2 separate regions of the Mus musculus genome follow, and region 2 is linked to region 1. A link is a contact called in public HiChIP or PLAC-seq data. All regions are on one chromosome and are shown on one strand. The core of a region is the stretch at or near the end of the contact, and the rest is flanking DNA. Distances in the headings are between cores, read along the strand shown.

Region 1 (4,887 bases), core at 955-3,454:
TTCTGAATTCACTCTCCTGGACCCCAGAACCCAGAAGGTTACAGGCACACATGCAGCCATGTCTGGATTTTTATTTAGGTTTTCTGCTCCAAGCACATGTTCTTATGCCCAGGATTTTGTTTTTTAAAAAAGAACTAAATCTGCAATGGCTGGAATATATTTCTCGTACATATTCCTTTTCGGAGACAAATTTATTAATAAATCTGTAAAGAAAGAGGAATCTAAATCTTTTGATCAAGTACTATATTGTTTTAAGGAAGTCAAAGGATCCTGCTATTCCTTTGAGGAGCACTCTGATTGTTTTTCCTTTTGACATTAATCTGATAAACATTCCTAAACTTATTTGTTAAATCTGATTCAAGTGTTATGTGTCAGTGAATTTAAGGCAGGTACTAAGCAAAGTTAAACCCTAGTTAACTTTATTTTTAATTTTAATGCATTTTAGCAAACAGTGCTCCTCACAAGTGGTATCAATTTACTCTCTACAACACTGCATTTACTCTGTCTCAGTCTAAATGTTAGCTATAAAACTACAAATTCCTAGAATCATGTACTTCTCAACTGAACAATTTTAACGGACAACATAGCAGATGAGATCTGAAAAAAAACCTACTACTTTTGGCCTTCGGATTGCTGAGAACACCCTCTTTTCCAAAGACAAATACTTGTTCTTACCGGCCAACTTTCTGGAACTCAGCCAACATTCGTGGCTAACTGCTTCTTTTGTATAGTCTAATAATAAAATATACACATAGTGTGCCCTTTTGGTAAACAAATACTCGATTTTAGTTAGATACAAACAATCATTCAAAAGCTTTGCAGATCTCGTGTAGGATGTTTCTTCAAAGCAAACAGGTAGTAGTCCTGAAGAAATGCTTGGAATTCGTTCTCCCTCAGACTCTCCCAAGGATTCCATGGCCTATTGACATTAAAATAAGAAAAGTAACCTACTTGCAAAAAGACGGTTGCATTCCATTAACATTCATGAGGCCTGAACAGCCGAGGCCCTACACATCAAGAACGGAATATATCCTTTGTCTCCTGATGAGAAAATGTCTCCGTGATAAATGGTTACAGACAGCGGTGTCACAGGGGCAAGAGCTCAAAGAATAACTTGGGCAAACTTTTTTTTCCCCGGTTGTCTTTGCCTGGAGTTCTTTGTAGCATTGTTCAGCACAGTGCCTTGTCCTTTCAAGTAAAAGGCGCTTATTGCAATGTAAGTAAAATCCCAGTCCTTGCAGAGGCACTTCTCAGAAAACCAACCGACCAAGGAACCAACAGAACAAACAAACAAACAAACAAACAATCAAACAAAAAACCCTTTGGAAATTGGAACAGCGTTCCAAAGGCTTTATAATTACTAAGTATTCGGACTGTAAAGAAAAGTGTGGTACGTCTTTAGGCAATGTTGACCTAAATGGGTAAGCATTTAGTCAAGTGCATTGTCGGTCGTCAGCACAAAACACCAGGTGCACCTTTAAAATGTCATACATCATTCGCATAAATACAAACACTGTATTTACCACTTCGGCAAATTTCTAAAAAAAAAAAAAAAAAAAAAAAAAAAAGTCAGAAGAGAGGTATTTATTTCACTGCCATAGATAGTGCAACACCAATGGCGTCCTGTTAATTTTCAAATCCAAGTAGGTTAGTTACAAGTTGTTGACAACTTTGTCCCATCAAAGTGCAGCTCCAGGGCACTGTGAGCTTAGCTTGGCTAGGTGGCTCACTCTGCTGACCTACAGACCCAAGGCACTCTGCCTGTCTTGTTTGCTGCTCTAGGGCTCGTTCGATATGGTAAAGCACGGCCCAGTGTTTTTGCTTTCTTCTGCCCCACCGAGAAGAAAGTGCCAGATACAGAGCATTAAGAAATGCACAGCGGCTCTCCATTGGCTCTTCCTCAAGCATGCCCTCCGCTCAGTACGTTTCTTAGCCAGGAGGACCCGTTGGGTTTAGATTCACAGACTGCAGGAGTCCAACACGGCCCGGCGGCCCCCGGACGGGCGGGGCTAGAGGCGGGGCTGAAATCAGGCCCCGCCCCGGCCGCATCGGCGCGCCTGCGTGCTGGCGTGGGCCTGCGGTTGGCCGCGGGGTTCTGGGTTCCCCGCCTCCGCCCGCGCCCTCGCACCTCCGCCTACTCTACGCGATGACGCACCGCAGGTTTGCGGACGTGGCGGCGGCTGTCGGTGCGGAAGGCGGGGACGGCGGCGACGGCGGCGACGGTGGCAGAAGCGGACCCAGACACCGGAGAACCTAGAGTCGGTCATGAACGTCTCCGGGGCCGCGGCTGTGGTGGAGGACATAACCGTGTCGCCGCGCCCCTGCTAGAGGACAGGTGACGGTGGCTGTGGGGCGGGGCGGGGCAGGACGTCGATCGGGGGGTCACCGTGGGGCGCTGTCCCCGGTTCGGGAAGGACTCTTACCTCCCGGTTTTGGGCAGCCCTTTCCGGGCCATTCTGCCTGTCCCCTTAGCATCTGCTCCGAAGCGTCCCAGTCTGACGCGGCGACTTAGAAATCAGAGATGTAATCTTTGCGGGGGACGTCCGGAGGAAAGGGAAAAATAAAAATAAAAGCGAGTGGAATGGAAGAGGGAGGAAGTTTGCAGTTGTTGCTTAGGTTTAAAATTGGCCCTGGAGAATAGGATCGGGGTGATTCTGTCCTAAGTGCTGAACTGGCTTGTGCCCTGTGAGTCTTCTCTTGCTCCCTGCCGAAGGTCAAGACCAAATATTAATATGCAGCAATTAATATGTAGTACCTAGGGATTTGAGAGGTCGCTTTCCGGTCTAGACCGGGTGGATGAAAACATGCTCACGATACCCATTGATGATCACTTTCAGGACGTTTGTCAGCAGTGCAGTATGCAACATGTTCTAGTTTTCTGAAGCCATAGATTCCATAGATAATTCAGAGAGGTAAAGAGAATTGAGGCTGATGGCTTTGATTCCGTGTACTTTCTAATCTTTAGTAGATTGACATGTCATTACCTTACTGGGCCAAAGTGCAGCTTGGCACTTGGATTACAGATGAACAGTCAGACCGTAGTGTCCAGATTGTTTATTTTGCTTTCCTGTCATTTTAGAGGAATAGAGACAGATGCGCGAAGACGGGAGTCTTTTGATTCCTGATTAAGACATGGTGAGGGAAAGACTGATAGAAGAACACATTGTTTCAAATGGCTTCTGGGTATTAGTCAGTAATTTCAGAGAGCTGTACTAAGAATGGGAGGGAGAGCGCTTTAGAGGGATAGCATACCTAAGGCAACGTAACCACCCATATGCATTGCTTTAGATCTAATCTTTTCTGCTTTTGATGGATGCTTTTGAGGATCTGAAACAGATACTTCCTGAGGTAGTACATGTATGTATGTATGCAACTTGCTACTGGTTCCACAAAACTGACAGACATCCTCTACATCTAAGATGTGGGCTTTTTATTTTGTTTTTAGAAAAGACCTAGATAAGGGAGTGCAAGCGTCCTTGTAGAAACAGGTGTGCTCCTTACTTTAAACTGAGATGTGAAACGTGGCTCTCATTTAGCTTGGATCTGTCAAATTTGGAGTGGTTTTTGGCAATAGTTTAGCCCCTGTGGGAGCAGCTGAAGCAAGCTACTAATATAGCTGTTAATAAATTATCTAAATAGAGACTTTTCAACTTTTAAAGATATACAGTGTCCCTGTAAAGCAAGGTCAGAAACTGGATTTTAAGGGCTGGATTTTATGAAATGAAATAGGTATGTTTTTACATAGAGAATATCATCTTTTTGTTGTCTGAGTTTTAGTTGTCTCCTGCCACCCTCCCTTGTCTGTTTGTTTTTTATTTTAGTTTTCGTTTCTTTTCATCCATCCTTCTAAACCCATTTTGCATTCCAGGATCCATGCATAATTTTTTGATGGTTTCTCTCCTCCCCCTCCCCACCCCCCGCACTGCTTTTCCAAGTTTGCTGGAAGATGTTATCTTCACTGAGATAAACACACTTGTGTGTTTAACATTTGTTCTGCTGTCTTTGAGGAATTTATTATGATTGACCTAGTTTGCTTTCTGTTGCTGTGATAAAAACCATAACCAAAAGCAACTCTTATAAGGACATTTAATTGGGCCTGGCTTACAGGTTCAGAGGTTCAGTCCAGTAAGTCAAGGCAGGAAAATGGCAGCATCCAGGCAGGCATGGTGCAGGAGGAGCTGAGAGTTCTACATCTTCATCTGAAGGCTGCTAGCAGAATACTGGCTTCCATGCAGCTAGGATAAGACTCTTAAAGCCCATGCGCACAGTGACACACCTACTCCAACAGGGCCACACATTCTAATAGTGCTACTCCCTGGGCCAAGCATATACAAACTACCACAGTGGGTTTCTTCGGCTTATACATCTCCATCCATCCTTGAGGGAAGCCAAGGCAGGCACTGAGAGACCGTGGTGGAGGATGCTGCTTAGTGGCTTGCTTTCCATAGCTTGCTCAGCCTGCTTTCTTATACAACCCAGGACCATCAGCCCAGAGGTGGCATCACAGAGGGCTCTTCCATATCTGTCATTGATTAAGAAAATGTTATCTCAGTTCCCCCCAACCCCCAACGCCCAGATTTGCCCTCAGGCTCCTCGGATGGAGGCCTTTTCTCAACTGAAGTATCCTTTCCTTTTCTCAGAGGACTCTAGTTTCGGTCAAACCGACAAAGAAAACTACCCGAAAAATAGCCAAAGCCCATCTCTGTGCAGCTCTTCTGTCCTCCAGGTTGTAAGAGAACGGTACTATATTTAGCTGTGGAGACTTTTTAACTTCTTGTTTGATGACTGAGATACATTGGAGTTTGAATTTTGTTTTATCTGCAAAAGCCCCTCTTACTCCATCTTACTCTTACATGGATAATAATGGGGAAGCCAGTACTGAATGAG
Region 2 (4,887 bases), core at 1,725-4,224, 86 kb after region 1:
TACCCCGGAGCTCTTGACTCTAGTTGCATATGTATCAGAAGATGGCCTAGTCGGCCATCACTGGAAAGAGAGGCACATTGGACATGCAAACTTTATATGCCCCAGTACAGGGGAACGCCAGGGCCAAAAAGTGGGAGTGGGGGGGGTATGGGGGACTTTTGGGATAGCATTGGAAATGTAAATGAAGAAAATACCTAATAAAAATATATTAAAAAAATATTGGACCCTGGGACTGGAAACTTCTCCTGGTTAGCCTGTTGTTGCCTTGTGTCATGGAGATCCTGTAGCTTTGGATCTGCAGGTCTGACCTTTTTACTTATCCCAACCATTTGAAGGTGATATAGATTTGGGAGTGAGCCAACTCAGAGCCCTCATCTGGGCCTGAGTTGCTCAGGTCTTTGCCTCTTCCTTATCTGCACCACCAGGGTGAGCTCTCCAGCACTGTTCTGCCTAGATCCCCGAGTAGATCCATCGACAGGAGGCAAAGGGCTCCAGCTCTCATGCTCTCAGGCCAGCTCACCTTAAGGCACCCAGAACCAGCTCCACTGTACTGCCCTGCCAGGAAGCATTCGCCCAAAAGGCACTTTTAGCCAGTCATTTCCACATACCAAAACCTCTCATTTGATTTAAGGAACCATTACTTAAGCATATTTTCAGACTTCCTGTTTTGCCAGGACTCAGGTCTAAGTTATGCAAAAGCTCTGAGAATCCTTGGGAAAAACAACTTCAGAATCTCAGATAGCAAAAGGCGATTTCACAGCCTATGTGCCAGCACTCAGAGCTTATCCAGATACAATGGCTCTGCTCAAATTAGCCACACATTTTAGGGGTTCTGTGGCCTGCCAGTGACCCATTTTGGATGATTTTGTATGGGGTGAGACAGATGGGGATCTATTTTTCAACGTTGGGAATGTGGTGTTACGGAAGGACTATTTTCTCGGAATGTAGCATGACTATTAGCCAACGTAGAGCAAAGATTATTGTGACCTACCCAGTACTCTTCTTAATTATGGTCATTGCAGTGAAATAAGCAAGACATAATGCGATAGCTAGTTCTGTGGTAATGGTGATGGGAGTGTACATCTCCCTTCTAGAAGGAGAGCGACTGGAATTTCCCCCATCACACTCTTGGCTCCACGTGGTCTTGGGTGCCGAGCAAATAGGAGGTGAATGACTGTTAACCGAGGTTGGGACTCAGATGCAGCACTTGTGAGTGCTGTTAACTGAGGTTGGGACCTGTGATGCCGTGCTTGCAGTGTATCACCCAGGCTGGCCAGACTTTGCAGTGCTGGAGTGTCTTAGTTACCCAGGCTCCTGTAAGTGACTCCAGCAAGCTCAGTGGCTCACCAAGTTCATTTGGGTGGAATTGTTTCAGTGGCCCATTGGCTCTGCTCTTTGAGGGTTAACAGATGTGTGCTCATTCTCTCCAGGGGAAGTCACACAAACTGTGAATATCTTGCTTTCCCGGCATGAGTCACTGAACTGGCTTTCCCCCCAATGAGTACTTAGGACAAATTTGTCAAAAATTAGGTGGCTGCAGGTATGCATATTTATTTCTGGATCTTCTGCTCCCTCCCATTGATCTGGTATCAGGTTTTGTGTCATTAAATGCTGATGTGGCCCCTACAGTCATGTAGTGGAACTTGAAACCAGGTGTAGTGATGTTGTCACCGGTACTCCTACTGTTGGCTAGTCAAAGTGTTTTTTGAGTCAGTGTCCATCCTAGAACTGTTTTTGGCCTTCTGTGACAAATGCCACTTGTATTTTGATAGTGATCGCATTAAATCTGTAAGTCTTCTTGGTAACATGGCCGTCATCACAATTCATAAAGTCCTGAAGTTCAGGAGACTAGTGGGTGCTATTATCTTGACAAAATCTAGAATCACCTTGGAGAAGGGCCTCTGGGTGTGCCTGTGGAGGGAACATTTTGATCGCATTCATTGATGTGGCAAGATCCATCTCAGTTGTGGACAGGACCATTTCCTGGGCTGAGGAATGCTGAGCTGTATAAGATGGAGAAATAGCTGGTCAGCAGCAACAGCCATTATTTATTTCTCTACTTTTTGGGTATGGATGCAACGTGCCTGATGTTCCAAATGCCTGCTTCCCTGTTTTAGTTCCCTGCTATGATAGACTGTACTATGACAGAGGTAAACCTGTCTTGGAGTTTCTTTTGTTAAGGGCATTTTGATTACAGCAACAGGAAAAGAAACTACCAAGACAGCAAGATGGTTTGTTTGTTGGTTTGGTTTTGGTTTTTTTGTTTGTTTGTTTGTCTTCAATTTTTTTTTCTTCAGTGTGCTAAAGGTCTCATTATACAAGCTTTTCAACTTCTCTGTTTGGTTGATTTCTAGATATTTTACTGTTTAAATTATTATATTTTAATTTTTCCTAATGTATTTTTCTTTATAAGTATGCTATTGGTGTACTAAAATAGCTGATGGTTTTCATGTCAATTTTATATCTTGCTGCTCTGTTGAAAGTGTTGCTCATATTTAATATTTCTTTGGTGGCTGAGTATAATGTGTATGCCTTTAATCCTAGCAGTTGAGAGGCAGAAGATAGATCTCTGTGATTTTTAAGGCCAGCCTGGTATACACAGGGAGTTCTAGGACAGCAAGATCTACCTAATAAAACTCCATATCTTAGTTGCTGTTCTAGAGCTGTGAAGAGACACCATGGCCAAGGGAAGAAAGCATTTAGTTGGGGGCTTGCTCATAGTTTTCGAGGGTTAGTCCATGATCTTCATGGCAGGAAGCAGACAGGCATGACACTGGAGCAGTAGCTGAGAGCTTTATATCCTGATCTGCATGCAACAGGCAGAGTCTGCGGGTTACCATGGGGAGGGGAGACGAGGCAGGTTCAGCAGGTGGGTTGGTTTGGTGGAGACTGTGGCTGGAGTGCAGGGAAGCCTCCTGGTGGGAGGTTAGAAGCACAGCTCATTAGGGGAAGACCTGCTCCATTGCTCCAGCACGATAAGAAGAGGCAGTCCGTGGTTTTAAGGCGTTTTATTGTAGATAGGCAGAGAAAGGGAGAGTAGGGAGGTAGAGGCCGGTCATGGCCATATGGAGAAGGGGGTAAGGCAAGGCAGAGAGTGGTAGAGCATGGGAGCAAGAGTAAGAGAATAAGAGGTAAGAGAGCAAGGATGGGGCAAGCAGCTCCTTTTATAGTGGGCTGGGCCTACCTGGCTGTTACCAGGTAACTGTGGGGAGGAGCATACCTGGCTGTTGGCAGGTAACTATGGGGGTGGAGTCCAGACAGAATACCAGGAGCTTGGGACATTGCCTACTGACTGATGGCCACACACCTCTCTGCAGGGGACCCGGGGCAGGGGGGGGGGGGCCCTGTGGGAGGCTGTAGCTGCAACAGGAGCCAGGGGCCCAGGAGGCGTGGTCACCAGGGTTCCAGGCCTGTGGGCGACTGGGGACCAGGCTGTCTGTGCACAGCTCACTGCGCCACATGAGCTACTTGCTAATATTCTTCCTCTCTAAAAGCTCTTGAGTTGGGCTTGCTTGGCTGGTTCACGTTGCTCTCAGCACTACTGTCTTTCATGCTCATACTACCATGGCCCATCTCAATGCGTTAAACTGCTCTTCTAAATCCAAAGTCCACAGTGCAAACAAGCAGCATGATCATACTTGTCACAGTAATAACCCACACCAGGCACCAACTTCTTAGTCACTGTTTTCTTACCTTGAAGAGACACCATGGCCAAGGCAACTCTTCTAAAAGAAAGCATTTAATTGGGGACTTACTTACAGTTTTAGAGGCTTAGTCCATGATTAACACAGCAGGAAGCAGCCAGGCATCTTGCTTGAGCAGTGCCTGAGAGCTGTATATCCTAATCAGCAGGCAGAAGCAGAAGAGGTGTGTGTGAGGGGCACTGGGAGGCAGTGACAGACAGACAGACAGACAGACAGGCAGGCAGACAGACAGACAACCTAAAACCCCGCTGCCAGTGATATATCTCCCCGCAAAGAGGCTTTCTAACCTTTCCCAAGCAGTCCTACAAAGCAGTGTAAGGGTCCAGGATTTGCCAATGAATGATACCCTGGACTCAAATAGTATGTAAATGCAAGGAGTGTTTTGTTCTGCAGTTTACCATTACCTTGAAGTGAGCTCACAGGCTGGATTTAAAGCACATTAGGGGAATTTATGTGGGTCCTGAGAACAGACCATGTATCTTCTGCAACAGCAATAAGTGCTCTGACTGGCGGAGCCATGTCTCCAGTCTTTGAAATTTATATTACTTTTCTTATGTATGTGTATCAGGGAGGAGATGCACACATTAGCGCAGGTGCCCATAGAGTCTAGAGGAAGTTGATCCCATTGGAGCTGGAGCAGGAGGGTGTGAGCTGCCCCACCACGAGTGCTGGCATCTGAACTTGGGTTGAACAAAATGAACTCTTAAACTTCTGAGCCATCTCTCGAGCCCTTGATATGTATATATTGGTTAAGTCATCCTTGATCCTTGAAGTAAAACCAGCTTAATCATGATTTTTATCATAATTTTTATTTGTTGTTGAATTTGATTTGCAAGTATTTTATTTAGGACTTTTGCATGGGTCTATAGTTTTATAGTCTATAGTCTATAGTTTTAATATTGTGTCCTTATCTGATTTCAGTACTGGCTCATTGAATGAGTTTGAGTGTTTCTTTCCATTTCTATCTTATGGAGTACTTCAAAGAGTACTTCAAAGAGTTGATTTTTTTTTAAAGGCCTGTTAGATATGAGCAGAGAATCTGTCCAGTCCTGAGCTTTTTGTGTTGAGAATCCATCTATTATGGCTCTTATGTCATTGCTTGTTATAGGCCTGTTTGAGTTGTTTGTATTTTCTTGATTCAATTTTGGTGGGTTATTTGTGGGTTTTTTGTTTGTTTGTTTGT

The links. HiChIP or PLAC-seq counts read pairs in DNA pulled down with a chosen protein or histone mark.
Region 2: a contact with region 1 is called in an H3K4me3 HiChIP or PLAC-seq map of fetal liver, with 2.3 times the contacts expected there. The contact joins the enhancer-like site here to the promoter of Lysmd3 in region 1. A contact is called at or near these places in 13 of 39 promoter capture datasets (the 3T3-L1 cell line, 3T3-L1-derived adipocytes, the C10 cell line and 9 more), 1 of 15 datasets of contacts at CTCF or cohesin (the G1E-ER4 cell line), 41 of 484 Hi-C or Micro-C datasets (3T3-L1-derived adipocytes, the BV-2 cell line, the C10 cell line and 29 more), 13 of 115 datasets of contacts at active chromatin or transcription factors (the 230-238 cell line, the SCID.adh cell line, bone marrow-derived macrophages and 6 more) and 4 of 9 other capture datasets (adipose tissue, embryonic stem cells, liver and 1 more).

What each region holds. Positions count from the first base shown.
Region 1 is chr13:81,655,602-81,660,488 of GRCm38.p6, forward strand. It overlaps Lysmd3 (LysM, putative peptidoglycan-binding, domain containing 3), which reads left to right and starts at 2,205. Exons shown (of 3, transcript NM_030257.1): 1 at 2,205-2,335.
Region 2 is chr13:81,740,592-81,745,478 of GRCm38.p6, forward strand. The region is part of intron 1 of Mblac2 (metallo-beta-lactamase domain containing 2); the gene reads left to right. Among named protein-coding and RNA genes, the nearest start is that of Mblac2, 32 kb to the left of the region's middle. Within about 2 kb of position 2,975, at least 9 of the 459 cell types and tissues checked have an H3K27ac peak or open chromatin away from gene starts, as enhancers often do. A contact at or near this core is called in fetal liver, where this site is marked.